Regions from separate parts of the Mus musculus genome. Here region 1 is linked to region 2. A link is a contact called in public ChIA-PET data. All regions are on one chromosome and are shown on one strand. Each heading gives the region's core, a stretch centred on a gene start, on an enhancer-like site or on the middle of the called end of the contact. The rest is flanking DNA. Distances are from core to core; before and after follow the strand shown.

Region 1 (6,419 bases), core at 983-3,482, 34 kb before region 2:
AGATCTGATTATATTGTTATAGAATTTGACAAGTTGGTCTACTCTAATATATATATAAAAGACGAATCTTAATGAAAAAAAAAAAACTAAAAAAACGAATTTGAAGGTTTAAAAAAAAGATCTGCCTAGAATCACTGCATAGAAGTGAATACAAGCTATTAAGACATTGACAACACAATGGTGGATACATGGTTAGTATAAATCATCAGTCTTAGATGCTCAAAAACCCAAGTGGAAGATGGAGAAAACCTATTCCCAAAGTTCTCCTCTGACTTCTCACACATGCCCTGGCATGTGTGTACCCACCCATACACAATACAAATAAATGCCAAAAAGGAAGCTTAAAATGGACATCTTCCATCCAATTAAAAGCCATTATGAAAAGTGCTTGACTTGGCCATTTAATGCCCTCCGTAGAACAACAAATCAAATCAAATCAAAACAAAACCAACACACACACACCAAACCCCAAATCCCTTAGGAGACAGAGGACGTCAGGGGCAGACGGCAAGGTAACTTCTGGGCATGATATGATTGTGCACTCTGAATGCACAGCAGTTGTGACTAACTTCCTAAGGCTGGATGGTCAAGACACTTCCAACAGGCAACCCCTGATGGGGAGGGAGAGACAGTGTGGCTGTCCAGTGGTGCAGACACTGCTGAAGCGTGGGTGCGTGAGCAGACAAGCTCTCACCCATGTTCCTGGAAATGATGTGAGCAACCCCAGTGAAACTCACTGGGGGACAAAAAGAAAGGCATCAAAGTAGGAGGAGTCTAGCAGGGAGGAGGAAAGGGGAAAAGGGGAGCAGAACAGGAAGTGCATATGATTGAACAGGAAGTGCATATGATTGAACAGGAAGTGCATATGATCGAACAGGAAGTGCATATGATCGAACAGGAAGTGCATATGATCGAACAGGAAGTGCATATGATTGAACAGGAAGTGCATATGATCGAACAGGAAGTGCATATGATTAAACAGGAAGTGCATATGATTGAACAGGAAGTGCATATGATTGAACAGGAAGTGCATATGAATGAACAGGAAGTGCATATGATTGAAATACATTATGAAAATGTCAGAATGAAACCCATTATCTATGTAAAAAATTCATGTTTATACACACAACATTTGAGCATAGAAAAGCCTAATCAAGTGCATTATCCAGGATTTATAATACTTTACATAAAAAAATGTGAGGCTAGAACTAAAATATTACAATGATATTTGAGAGTAACTGTGTTAAAGGCTAGACCAATACTTACTAAAAATAAACTTTCCAGTATTAAAAAGAAAATTAGACATAAGCACCCAATAAACTATCATTGCTCCAATGAGCGACACCAAGGAGAAAAGGAGACTTGACCATTGCCCAAAGGAGCCAAAATAATGTTTGCAGACATCTGGATATTCCCAGGTACTCGTGTCCGATGTACCTAGATAAAAATGAAAGAGAAAGAATGAGACTAGGTACTGTTATACACTCCACATTCATAATTTGATTTCCCCCAATTAACTCAAAATATTTAGCAAAATAGTGTGGCTACTTTACCAACAAATACAAGAACACATTATGGAAAAAAATAGCAATAAAATATTATACAATAAAATAGAAATCTGTTCAGTGAAATAGCATAATCAGAGAAACAACTAGGATCCTAACTTTTTATAACGAATTAGAGCATGTGATAACCAAGAGTGGGAAAACTAATTAGAAGGAAATCGAACACACACTCTCTTTTTAGTTGTAAGGAGACGGTGTCTTGCTACACAGCCCACGCTAACTCCAAACTCACAGCAATCCTCAACCTCCCAGGTTTCTGGGATTGCAGGCGTACATCACCCCGTCAGTTCATTTAAAACTCTACGTAACAGTTAAGCACTGTTTGACATGAGTGAAAGCTGCCTTGAGTCATATTTTATGCTATAAGCCAATTTAAATGTTAGATAACTAAGTTAAGAATTTAAAAGTAAAGCATGGAAACGCACACCTGTAATTCTAGACTTCAGGATGCTGAGGCAGAAACAGGAAAACTCCAGGCCAGCCTGGGCTACACAGTGAGTTTCTGAACAGCATGAAAAACATAAACAGAGCAAGACAAAAACAACAGCACAAGATTAACACATTACAGTCACAGCATTGAAGTCTCAGATGAAAGGCTAGCCTGTCTCTGAACTGAGGAAACGGTAACAGGGAAACAGAAAGTCTCACAGAAGCCATTCAGACAGAGTGAGAAAGGAAGCCACAGGAACTTGTAGACAGGAAACTAACAGCAACGTCATAGAGGGTACTGAGAACAACTATAAAGGCACTCATAAACTATAAAGACTCACGGACAACTGGGAAGAGAGGACGAACAAACAATACACTTAAAGAAAGCCATACCACTTTGCAAGCAGAGGCAAGCGGATTTCTGAGTTCGAGGCCAGCCTGGTCTACAGAGTGAGTTCCAGGACATCCAGGGCTATACAGAGAAACCCTGCCAAAAAGAAAAAAAAAAAAAAAGAAAAGAAAACAGAACAGAACAAAACTGGAAACACAAAATAACATGCTTCAAAGCAGCCTATCATTCATGTATAGCTGGAACCACTGGAAATTACTACAACTCTTAGAAATAAATTTAAATTTAGTGGTTGTCCTTCCCTCCTTCCTTCCTCCCTCCCTCCCTCCCTCCATTCCTTCCGAACTGGTGATTGAACCCAAATGGCTTTGCACATGCTAAGTATGTGCTCTGCCACTTGGCCATATCTCCAGCCCATGACTTTTCCCCCTTTGGGGTCAAAATTTAAATGAAGCAATCCAAAAGAATACATAAAATATGCATACATTATTTTAGAAGGGTATCTCTTAGGATAGTAAACAACAGACCAGGGTGTAATCATGCAGCAGTCCACAACTGTTAATCAATACAACAGAGCCACAAGGTATAATGCACAGTCATTCAACAAACCAAACAACAAACAAAGGTAATAATGGTGACTGCACCCATAAAGTTCACTTAAAAAAAAAGTGATGAAGTGGGAGCCAAGACTGTAAGAAAACATACTAAATGATAAAAGAACACAAAGACATTTGTATAAGAAAGAACAAAAATATTTAAGAATTTATGATAAAAAGAATACAAAGACATTTACATAAGAACATACACAAAAATACTTATATTTCTATGGTTGGATTATTGCGATAGCAATTTCTTTGTTTCAATATCTCAGTAAGGAATAAGAACACAAAGAGGTCTAAGACAAGGTTATTTTAACTGCCCTCAAATTATAGTTACTTTATGACTCATCTTGTTTCCCAGGGGTGGGGGTGGAGAGAAATGAGGGATATAATGTGTCTGTCTGTGTGTATTATATGGTAGTATATACGTAGGAGCAGTAAAGTACTGACCTAGCCCCCAAATCTTGTCCAATATATGTGTTTTTATGGTTCTACTCCAATAGCATTCTTATAAACATTGGGGTGTCTAGAATAAAAATAAACCACCTCAAAGATAGGATAAAAACACTTTTAGCCTATAAATGTCCAATCATGCTGGACTCTGAAGAATACAGATAACAAGCTTATCTATAGATACAGCACAGGAACTTTTCTTCATGAATGACGGATGAGAGCCATCTCGTTGATTAGCAGTTGTATCGTTAATGTCCGGGTGGAGAGTTTCACCGTAACTGCTATACACGGTAGTCATGGATTTGTTTTCTCTGCAGGTTACCTAAAGCACGGACTCCACCTTGGAGGGATGTGGCTCCTACAAATGTCCTCTTGATTACCTTACCAGGATGATTTCTGGTAATGACCTGCGATTTTGTGATATACTTCTTTTAAAGATGCTATATCGTCTGCATTGATCAGGAAAAATCTCAATTGCTAGTTTATATGTGCAATCTCCTACATCTTTTCTAATATCTTTTTTTTTATTTTTTGAGTTTTTCAAGACAGGGTTTCTCTGTATAGCTCTGGCTGTCCTGGAACTCACTCTGTAGACCAGGCTGGCCTTGAACTCAGAAATCCGCCTGTGCTGGGATTAAAGGCCCGGCTCTTTTCTAATATCTTTATGGATTTATTTTTTCATATTTTAGTTAGAATGCCATCTGGAGTATATTTTTGTATAAGGTATCATACAGAGTTCCCCCCCACACACACACACACAGAGTCACACACACACAGACACACAGAGAGACACACACACAGACACTCTCACACACACACACAGACACAGACACTCACACACACACAAAGACACACACACACAGACACTCACACACACACAGACACACACACACAGACACACACACACACACATACACAGAGTCACACACACACAGGCACACAGACACACACACAGAGAGACACACACACACAGACACTTTCACACACACACACACACACACACACACAGAGCAGATACTCAGTTTAACAGACATCAAATATGACATTAAACTCATAAACCTGAGATTCATGTTTCCTTTTCCAGTCTAATTTTATAAAGATTAAACATTTTTATTCCATGTGTATGGATGTTTTGCCTGAATTTCTCTACCATGTAGTCCCTGAGGTCAGATCAAGGCATTTGATCTCCAAGAACTAGAGGTCAGAGAGCTACGAGATGTAGGTGCCAGGAACCAAACCTGGGTCCTCTAGAAGAGCAGTAAGAGCTTTTAAGCAGCAGCCGCCTGTCTATCCCGTCCGTCCTCTCTGGTATTCCTGTCTCTAAGGCAGTCGTCCTCTGCTTTATTACGGTTGCTCCATAGTATGTCTCAGTACCTGGTCGGTCTCATTCTTCCACACCACTTCTTTTTCCTCCTTAATTTCCCTGGCTCTGTTTGAAATGGGACTGAATTTATACATGTGGCTTTTTGTGGCTTGCCATACTGAATCTTCCAAACCACATGGCATGTTTTTCTTACTTGCGCAGATTTTATTCTTTGTGTTGAGGTAGACTATTTTTTTTTTCCCATCAAATGTGTTCTCTCGCTAAATTTTATCTACGTCCTTTAGAGTTGACTGCTGTGGTGAGTGGAATAATGCTCTCTGCACTGTAGTTCTAGCTGCTGATTCTTGATTTCGTAGGCAGTTAACTTTCAGATTCTTATTAATTCTAATCGCACAAGTCGGCATTGTGATGCATTCTTTTGCTGTAATTATTAGTCTGTTCTAGTTTTTATGATAGCTCAACATTCTTTGGTGTATTGATACTATGTCAGACAGCTAGGAGTCATCATGAGCATTTCCTAGGACTTCGTCCTCTTCTTCCTCTTCTTCTTCCTCCCCTTCTTCCTCCTCCTCCTCTTCTTTGACTTAAATGGAAACAGCTCTAGGCATTTTATCACTGTAGAGCTGCTGGTCCTGGTTTGGGATACAGAAACTGTAATTTGTGTAAGTCGCGCTTTCCTTAGAGCTTTACAAGATAAAGGATGCTTGCCACCATCCGATGGCTGTTTTTGTGGGGTGGCTGACAATTGATGCAACGCTGGACTTTACCTTGATTTTGTTAGTGCAGTGAACTGTGTTTGGCTTCCTAATAACAAAGTGTCCTCCCCCCTCGCTAGAATAAACACATTTTAAACACATCCTATTTTAAACACAGGATATTATTTTTTTACACTACTGATTCAAACATTTTGTAAGTTTGTTTTTCTTTTATTTTTTTGTCCTGTGCGGCCTTGTATTAGGCTTGTGCTGTCTTTGTAAAATGAACTGATGCAAGTTCATTCCTTTAAATGGAAGAGTTTAGGAAAGGCAGGCATTACCTGCTCTGTAGCAGGCAGAGGAGGCTTGCCAGGCAGACAGCCTGAAGTAAAATTCCCACTCTCTGCATTTGTATAAAGAGCTCTCTTCCCTTTCAGTCAGCACAAAACCCACAGAAACCAAAGGCTAAACAAACTCAACCAGGAGACTGAATGGCTTTTAAACAAGGCTTCTCCCAAGATCTCAAACAGTGACAACAAACTCCCCAGTGACAGACTCTGCTTAACTGGAGAAAGGAGCTGCTTAGACAGAAACAACTAGAAGTTGGTTTGCATTTGCTAATATGGCTGAAGGAAAACCATGCCTGTCTAGGCCCTAAAAGACACACGCCCTAATATAATGTAATATAATATAATATAATATAATATAATATAATATAATATAATATAATATAATTGTCTTCTCCAAAGAATGCTCAGCCCAGAATTTCAGAGCGAGCCAGCTGGGGCCAGCAGGAGCTTAAGTTAGGGAGCTGCTATTCCAGAGAACCTCACAGTAGGAGAAAACTGATACCTTCAAGCTGTCCTTTACCCTCACACACACACACACACACACACACACACACACACACACACAGAAAAGGTAGAAGGAGACACATATATAGAATGTACACAGTAGGATCTGCCTCATAGGAGAGTGCATTATTTCCCACAAAAACCTGTCTCT
Region 2 (6,761 bases), core at 610-3,109:
GGCATCTGGAATTATTCAGCTCTGCCTTTTAGTATGACAGATAGTATGGAAATGAGTATACATGGTTGTATTCTAATAACACTTTTTAAAAGGAAAACAGACATCAGCAGGCGATATTTTGGTAAGAGTTTATCTACCTCTGTAGTATTAAAAAAAAGGGAATTGTGTCATTCAAAAACAGCAGCCTGGTAGATGCAGTTATTACACGTGTATCTCTTTTCTCTATAAGTCCACTAGGGTCTACTAACACACATATATTCCTTCTTTATGAAGACTTTACCGGTGTGTTAATAGCTAATAGCCATAATTCTACAATTCTGATGTTACAGGGCGGAGGAGGGGGAGGCGCATTTTTCTACTCTGCTTAACTAATGCTTCAAAGAATGTTAAAATCTGGCAGTGATGGACACAACGTAGTCTAGAAAGCACCAAAGCAATACTATGACAACAAAGAACTTCTCCTTTTCCTAGATGAGCAACACTAGATTTTCTGAAGTTGAGTTTTAGATTAAAACAAACAAACAAATAAACAAACCAAAAACTACTAGCAAAGCACTAAAGTTTAAATGTATTATAAAAACACAGGCCTGCTAAAAATTTTTAACCTCTTATAATTTTTTTCCTTTTTCCTATATCACTAGTGTTGGACATCACTATGTGCACCATAACACCTGTTTTTTTTTTTTTTTTTTTTTACAAAGGTGCAATGACCCATATACACGCTGGGTCTTCATGCTTGCAAGGTCAGCACTTTAGAGACCAGCCATTTTTCTAGCCCTGGGTTTCAGATTTTAAGTCTCACTATTTAAACTGGAGACCATCCGTTCCCCTGGCTCACCTAAGTCCTGGGCTTACAGGCTTGCCCCATGTCTATCTGATTGTAGTTGTTTACAAGGCATACAGGTTTCTCTTTAATTTACAAGTTTCTTTTGATCTACTGAAAAGTTCTGTTGAAAACAAATAACAAAACCCCAAATAAATAGCGAACAAACAAAAACTTTTGTCTGGTACTCCACATGCCACTTCTTTGTTATATTTGAAGGCATGGAATAGGAAAACAGAGAGTGACCTCAACAATAAATGAGGCACTGCCAGGGGATCCTTACAATTAGGTTTTGGGCAAGTTGGCTAATAACTGACTGATGGATAAGCAGATGTCTTCAATTTTTAAGACATCCTGATTTGTAAACCGAGGAGAAAACGTTTGACTAGCTGCCTCACAACTCCAGTATTTCAAGACAGCCAACACAGCATTGCCACCCACAATTAGAGCAGTCAGTCACTCATGGGCTGGGGAAGTAGCTTGGTGGTAGAGCGACTTCATTGCCCAGCCCTGGGTTGCATCTTCCAGCACCTGTCCCAGCACAAGTGAGTCAGAGTCAAACACCAGTGTGGTAGGCACAGCAGGGGCTTCCGCTCCCAATTCTCCTCTCTAGATCTTTCTCTATCCCTGCAATAATCCCAACAGTCCTCTCACCCCGGCTTCGGGTGTTCATCTGCTGTAACCCTTCCTGCCTTTTCCCAGCAGACCCAGACTTTCTCAGCTCCCGCGGACTCCCCGTACTTGACCCATTCGAGGGACCTGCGCCACTCTGGAGCAGTGTCCCTAGCCCGGGGCTTGGCTCTCCCGGCATCCCAAAGACCCCTCCGTGCTGACAGCCCGATGGCTGCAAACTCAGCCCTTCCTTCCTCGCCTGGGCTCCCTCTTGGACTGTCCCAGGGTGAGTTTGCCAGGAGCGAGAACGTGTCTACCTCAGCAGGCCAATCCCTCTACGTCGGAAAACCAGAGCAGGAGGCGAAGACCCTTTCACAGACCTCTCAGTTGGCAGCGGCTTAGAGAGAATAGTCCTCTAAACAGGAAGAGGCAACGGCTTAGGCCGCGGGGGATGGCGGGGGATGGAGTCCTAGGAAAACACAGTCCACCGCTTCTGTGAAAGCGCCGCCATCTGAAACTACAACTCCCAGAGGGCTCTGCAGCAGCCGGCCAGCCTATCAAAGAACCCCGCCCTCCAGCTCCGGAGGCGGGGTCGCTGAGCAGGTGCTCGAACATCTGACCGGCTGGGTTGTCTTCTCCTCCCGAACTACCTAGGAAGAGAGAAAAAGAAGAGATCTCTTTAGGTGCTTTACAGCATCACAGGCCACGTGAGAACAAGATGATGTGCCTGACGTCCCTGGTGACGTTTTTCTCAGGCTTTCCTGGCTCGTGTTATGTTCTTAGGTCACGCCCTTGGATCCCGAGGGAAGCTGGATTGGGGTGGAATGGGGGAGTTGTTAATGAGCATTGATTTTTCTCCTGTGGTCTTCTTGTTTGTTTTGTGTTTGTTTTGGTTTGTTTTTTGTTTTGTTATTCGAGACAGTTTCTCTGTGTGTCCCTGTCTGTCCTGGAACTCACTCTGTAGACCAGGCTAGCTTCAAACTCAAAAGATCTGCCTGCTTCTGCCTCTGCCTCCTGAGTGCTGATATTAAAGGCGAGTGTCACCAGTGCCAGGTCTGGGTCTCTCTCTCCCCCTGGCCCTCCCCCTGTCCCTCCCCTCCCCACCCCACCTAAAGTCAATGTATGTTGGTAATGAAGTCATCTCATGGTAAGATCCCTAAGACTGATATGGCATGTCTTAAAACCAGGGCTCTATAAAGAAAGCTAACATTCAAAAGCAATGTGCTGTAATGTGATCAAGACCCCAAGACCTAAACTTATCAAATAGTAATGAATTCCAAGAATTTTACATTTATCATTTTGTAAAGTCTTTGGAAACTTCATGTTTTACCTATTTTTACCGATAATGAAACAGTCTTAGAAAAGTTGTGACATGGCAAGGCTAGACAGACTTTCAAGTGGCAAAATATCTGGAATTCAAACCAAGGTCTTCCAAACTCTGCTCTCAAACTCTTCTAAATATCCGCTCTGATACTGAGGGCTTAAAATTGCAAGTAGTAGTGAATGGTGCCTTTTAGGGAGATACAAGTTATTTTGTTGACAGTGTTCTTGTTCCAAAAGGCTTACAACTGCATCTGGCTGTACATCTGCATCTGCATTTGAAAATGAATGATACATGATTTTTGTAAGTCTCTGTAATAGGAAAATTTTCTTTTTCCTTTCTTTTTTCTTTTTTTCCTGAATTCCAGTCTGAGAAAACAGTTTTAGTCAAGATTGGAAAGAGCAAAATAAATAAGCACCTTACAACTGCTGGAGAGATACTTAAAACCACAGTAACAAAATTGCTGAATTTGATAAGGCAGCTCTGGCCAACTCCCACTTTCAGGTAGTGGTGACCTTAAAGATGGCAGTCTACATTCTTGACGAAGGTCACTGGCACCAGAGGGAGAAGAGACCTTCTCAAGAAATTGTAACTGCCTAGTGTTCTTGAAGGTTTCCTACAAGGTTTTACCTTGGTTTTATGGGCAAAACCTTGGTTTCATGGTTTCTTGGCTCACAGGGCAGTGCTTGTCCAAATATTTGAACACATAGTCATAGCTACAGGCACAAGGTCTCAGTTCAAGCAAGAAATAAACAGACTAGTACTGTGCCAGGTTTCCCACTAAGAAATCCTTAATAATACATTCATGTACTATAGAATAAGATTTAAAAATTTCTCAAGATACAGATAGATCAACAATTGAGAACAAATTCTAAGACACACTTAGCTTGAGTTTCCATTGCTGAAAAAAAAAAAAGCAAGTCGGAGAGGAAAGGGTTTATTTGGCTATATCAGTTTTCATCAGCAAAGGAAGTCAGAACAGGAACTCAAACAGGGCAGGAACCTGGAGGCAGGAGCTGGTGTAGAGGCCATCATGTACTGCTGACTGGGCTGCTCCCCATGACTTGTGTAGCCTGTTTTCTTACATAACCCAGTACCACCAGCCCAGGGATGGTACCACCCACAATGGGCTGGGCCCACCTACATCAATCAGCAATAAAGAAAATGCCCTACACACAATACCCAGGAACATGTAATGGTCAAGCAGAGAAGGAGGCCTCTAAAGGGAAGATTCAGAATGATTTGCTCGGAGCAGTAGACGAGAACAGCCAGGAAAAGCCAGGGAGGAGAGTACAGTTTTTCATGACTGTTTGGTTTTTATTTTTATTTATTTTTATATTTTTAATTACAGTCTCTGTATCCCACATTGACCCAGAACTTGCCCTGTGACCCAGGATGGCCTTGAACTTATGACCCTTTTGCCACCTAAATGCTAGTAGTAGCAGCAGCAGCAGCAGCAGTAGTAGTAGCAGTAGTAGTAGAACCTGAATCACCGGGCCTAGTTTTTTCATCTGTTTTTGTGGAAAGTTTAGCTATATACAGATGTAGAAAGTATGGGGAACCTCTATGTTTCCATTACTCATAAAAAAAAAAAAACAAATAATAAAGAACCAAGTCTCATGTCCTCTATAACCACATCTTGGTATATCTAAAATACAGAGACTGTTTTTAAGAAGTCATAACCTCCATATCAGCATACCTAAAACATGAATATTCGCTTAACATTGTTTAGTATCTAGTCAGTTAATATATTTCCTGAAGCTGTGGAGATAGCTCAGTTGGAAAAGTGCTTCCCCACAAAGCACAGAGACTTGGATTTAATCCCCCAAAACCACATCATAAGAAAAAGCCCAGACTCATGATGGCATGTGCTGGTGATACCAATGCTGGAGATACAGACACAGGTGAAGCCCCAGGGCTCACTGGCTGGCCAGGCTAGCCAGCTGATCAGTGAGAGACCTTGCCTCAGAAAATGAGATGGATGGCTCCCAAGGAAGGACACCGAGGATGTTCCAGGCTTCCATGCATATAAACATACACACATGCTCCCACATAAAAAAGCATGCCTTCACACACACTCAAAATAAATATCTCAATTTTTGTTTTTGAGATCGGTTCTCACTATGTAACTCTGAACTGGCCTAGAACATGCTTTGTAGACAAAGACTGGTCTCAAACTCATAGAGATCTGCCTACCTCTGCCTCCTGAGTGCTAGATTAAGGACATGTGCCACCATGCCTGGCCCAGTTTCTTGCTTTGTATTATAAACTTTATAGCTGGTAAGACTCTGGACCCACACGTGTTTGATTTGTCTCTTCTCTCCTGAGACATTTTTTCCCAGTAACATTTCCTGAATTTTGTATTTTATTGTCTCTGCATCTGTGCTGAGACATAACATCTTCTGTTTCTTCTATTTGCCATGAACTGGGAGTTAAGTCTAAGAATTTGATTAAAGCTGAAGTTGAGTTTGAAATCAAACCTCTACATGTAGCGTTTTGTATTTCCCACTGTGATACATCAACCAGCACATGGTTCTTGGAGGTCTTTGCTTTGTGGTATAAAGTTGGCCCAGTGTGTTTAAATGTTGTCCTCTTTAAGGAGGTAGCTAGGTAAGATCACACGCCGGTTACCTACCTCCCTACTGATGCACTAACTGGTGTGTCTAGCCTAGCCTAAGGCCCTAGGGTACCATGCATCCCATAATAGCTTATGTGAGGCCCAACACATTTGTAGATAACAGCATCAGGTCATAGTGTCATAAGGTTGGACACCCCTGGCAGAGTTTCCTGTACCACACTATCTTCAAAAGAGCTAAAGAAGTAAGGTGGAAAAAAACAAACATCATAGTGTTCTGATTTTACTGTAACAGGAAAAGACTCACTGAAAAGATGCCAAGGCCCAGATTTCCCCTCCCACAATTCCAAGCTTCATGGAGAATGATACCTCCACTTTGGGGATGGAGAAGGAATTAAATCCTGACCACAGACTTGAAGCAGTAAGAACTTATCACCGTGATGTCAGTTCTGGGTGGAACCCTATGCATCCCGTGGCCCTGTACCTGCAGATGCTGCTGCTGGACCTGTGATAGATGGCCAGTACTACAGTTAGGAATCTTTCTGACAACTGCAGCTTTTAGAATGGAAATCAAAACTCCACCTACTGGATGGCACAACATGAAAGCAAGGACTGTGCCTTGCAGCTCAGGGCCAGCCTTAGTACTAGTCTCTGAGGGACCGTTGCTACCACCGGTTCCCAACCTGTAGCAGCACAACTATCCTGGACCAGGGTTCACGGATGGAGCTCAAGACCTTGACATCTGTCACAGTTATGCTCTGCACCATGAGGAAGTTGTCTCAGTTTGCCTTACTGCCACAGCACCGGCTGTGGGCTCAGCATTGTGACACTCAGAGCCACAGTTCTGGAGCAGGAACCAGGGCAGGTCCCTCTGGTGATTCTTTCTACAGTTCACGACCAGAGGCTGTTGGCTTTGGAAGGCACCTGGAGGTCTGTGCAAGCCCCGGACAGAGGCTTGTGTAGATGAAGGACCCTTTATAAAAAGCTCCCTAATTGAGTCTTGAAAAACTCACCCGCTGAGGATTTAGGAGAAACCTAAGCTTGGATCGCCTCCTAACACTGCCACAGGTAACCTGAATTTTGGTGCCATATAGTGTTAGAAACTATAGGCTGAGAGAGAGAGAGAAAAAAAAAACATTCTTTTTTCAATTTCTGAAAACAAACAAAACCAAAACAAGCCATATTATGAAGACCGGAATAAATACCTAATCCTTTGTCCTCGAATGACATCACACATCAATAAGAACCAAGGATGTTTAAGGAACTATGACCTCATCTGACAGTATAAATATAAAATGCCAGAAACCGTCAAGATAGTAACCAGTGTGGGTGGATGCTCATATGTGTACTGTATTAGTTACTTTTTCATTGTTGTGATAAAATACCACGACTAAAGCCTGACTTATAGGAGAAGGAATTTGTCCTGGCTT

What was found. ChIA-PET counts read pairs in DNA pulled down with a chosen protein or histone mark.
Region 1: a contact with region 2 is called in an RNA polymerase II ChIA-PET map of memory CD8 T cells, with 8 read pairs. The contact joins the enhancer-like site here to the promoter of Slc38a9 in region 2. A contact is called at or near these places in 5 of 39 promoter capture datasets (the HPC-7 cell line, HPC-7-derived erythroid cells, cranial neural crest and 2 more), 2 of 484 Hi-C or Micro-C datasets (embryonic fibroblasts and rod photoreceptor), 3 of 115 datasets of contacts at active chromatin or transcription factors (the SCID.adh cell line, embryonic stem cells and memory CD8 T cells) and 2 of 9 other capture datasets (adipose tissue and liver).

The regions. Positions count from the first base shown.
Region 1 is chr13:112,690,259-112,696,677 of GRCm38.p6, reverse strand. It overlaps Slc38a9 (solute carrier family 38, member 9), which reads right to left. Exons shown (of 15, transcript NM_178746.4): 7 at 1,267-1,437. Among named protein-coding and RNA genes, the nearest start is that of Gm52034, 20 kb to the right of the region's middle. Within about 2 kb of position 2,232, at least 23 of the 459 cell types and tissues checked have an H3K27ac peak or open chromatin away from gene starts, as enhancers often do. A contact at or near this core is called in memory CD8 T cells, where this site is marked.
Region 2 is chr13:112,655,864-112,662,624 of GRCm38.p6, reverse strand. It overlaps Slc38a9 (solute carrier family 38, member 9), which reads right to left and starts at 1,859. Exons shown (of 15, transcript NM_178746.4): 1 at 1,753-1,859.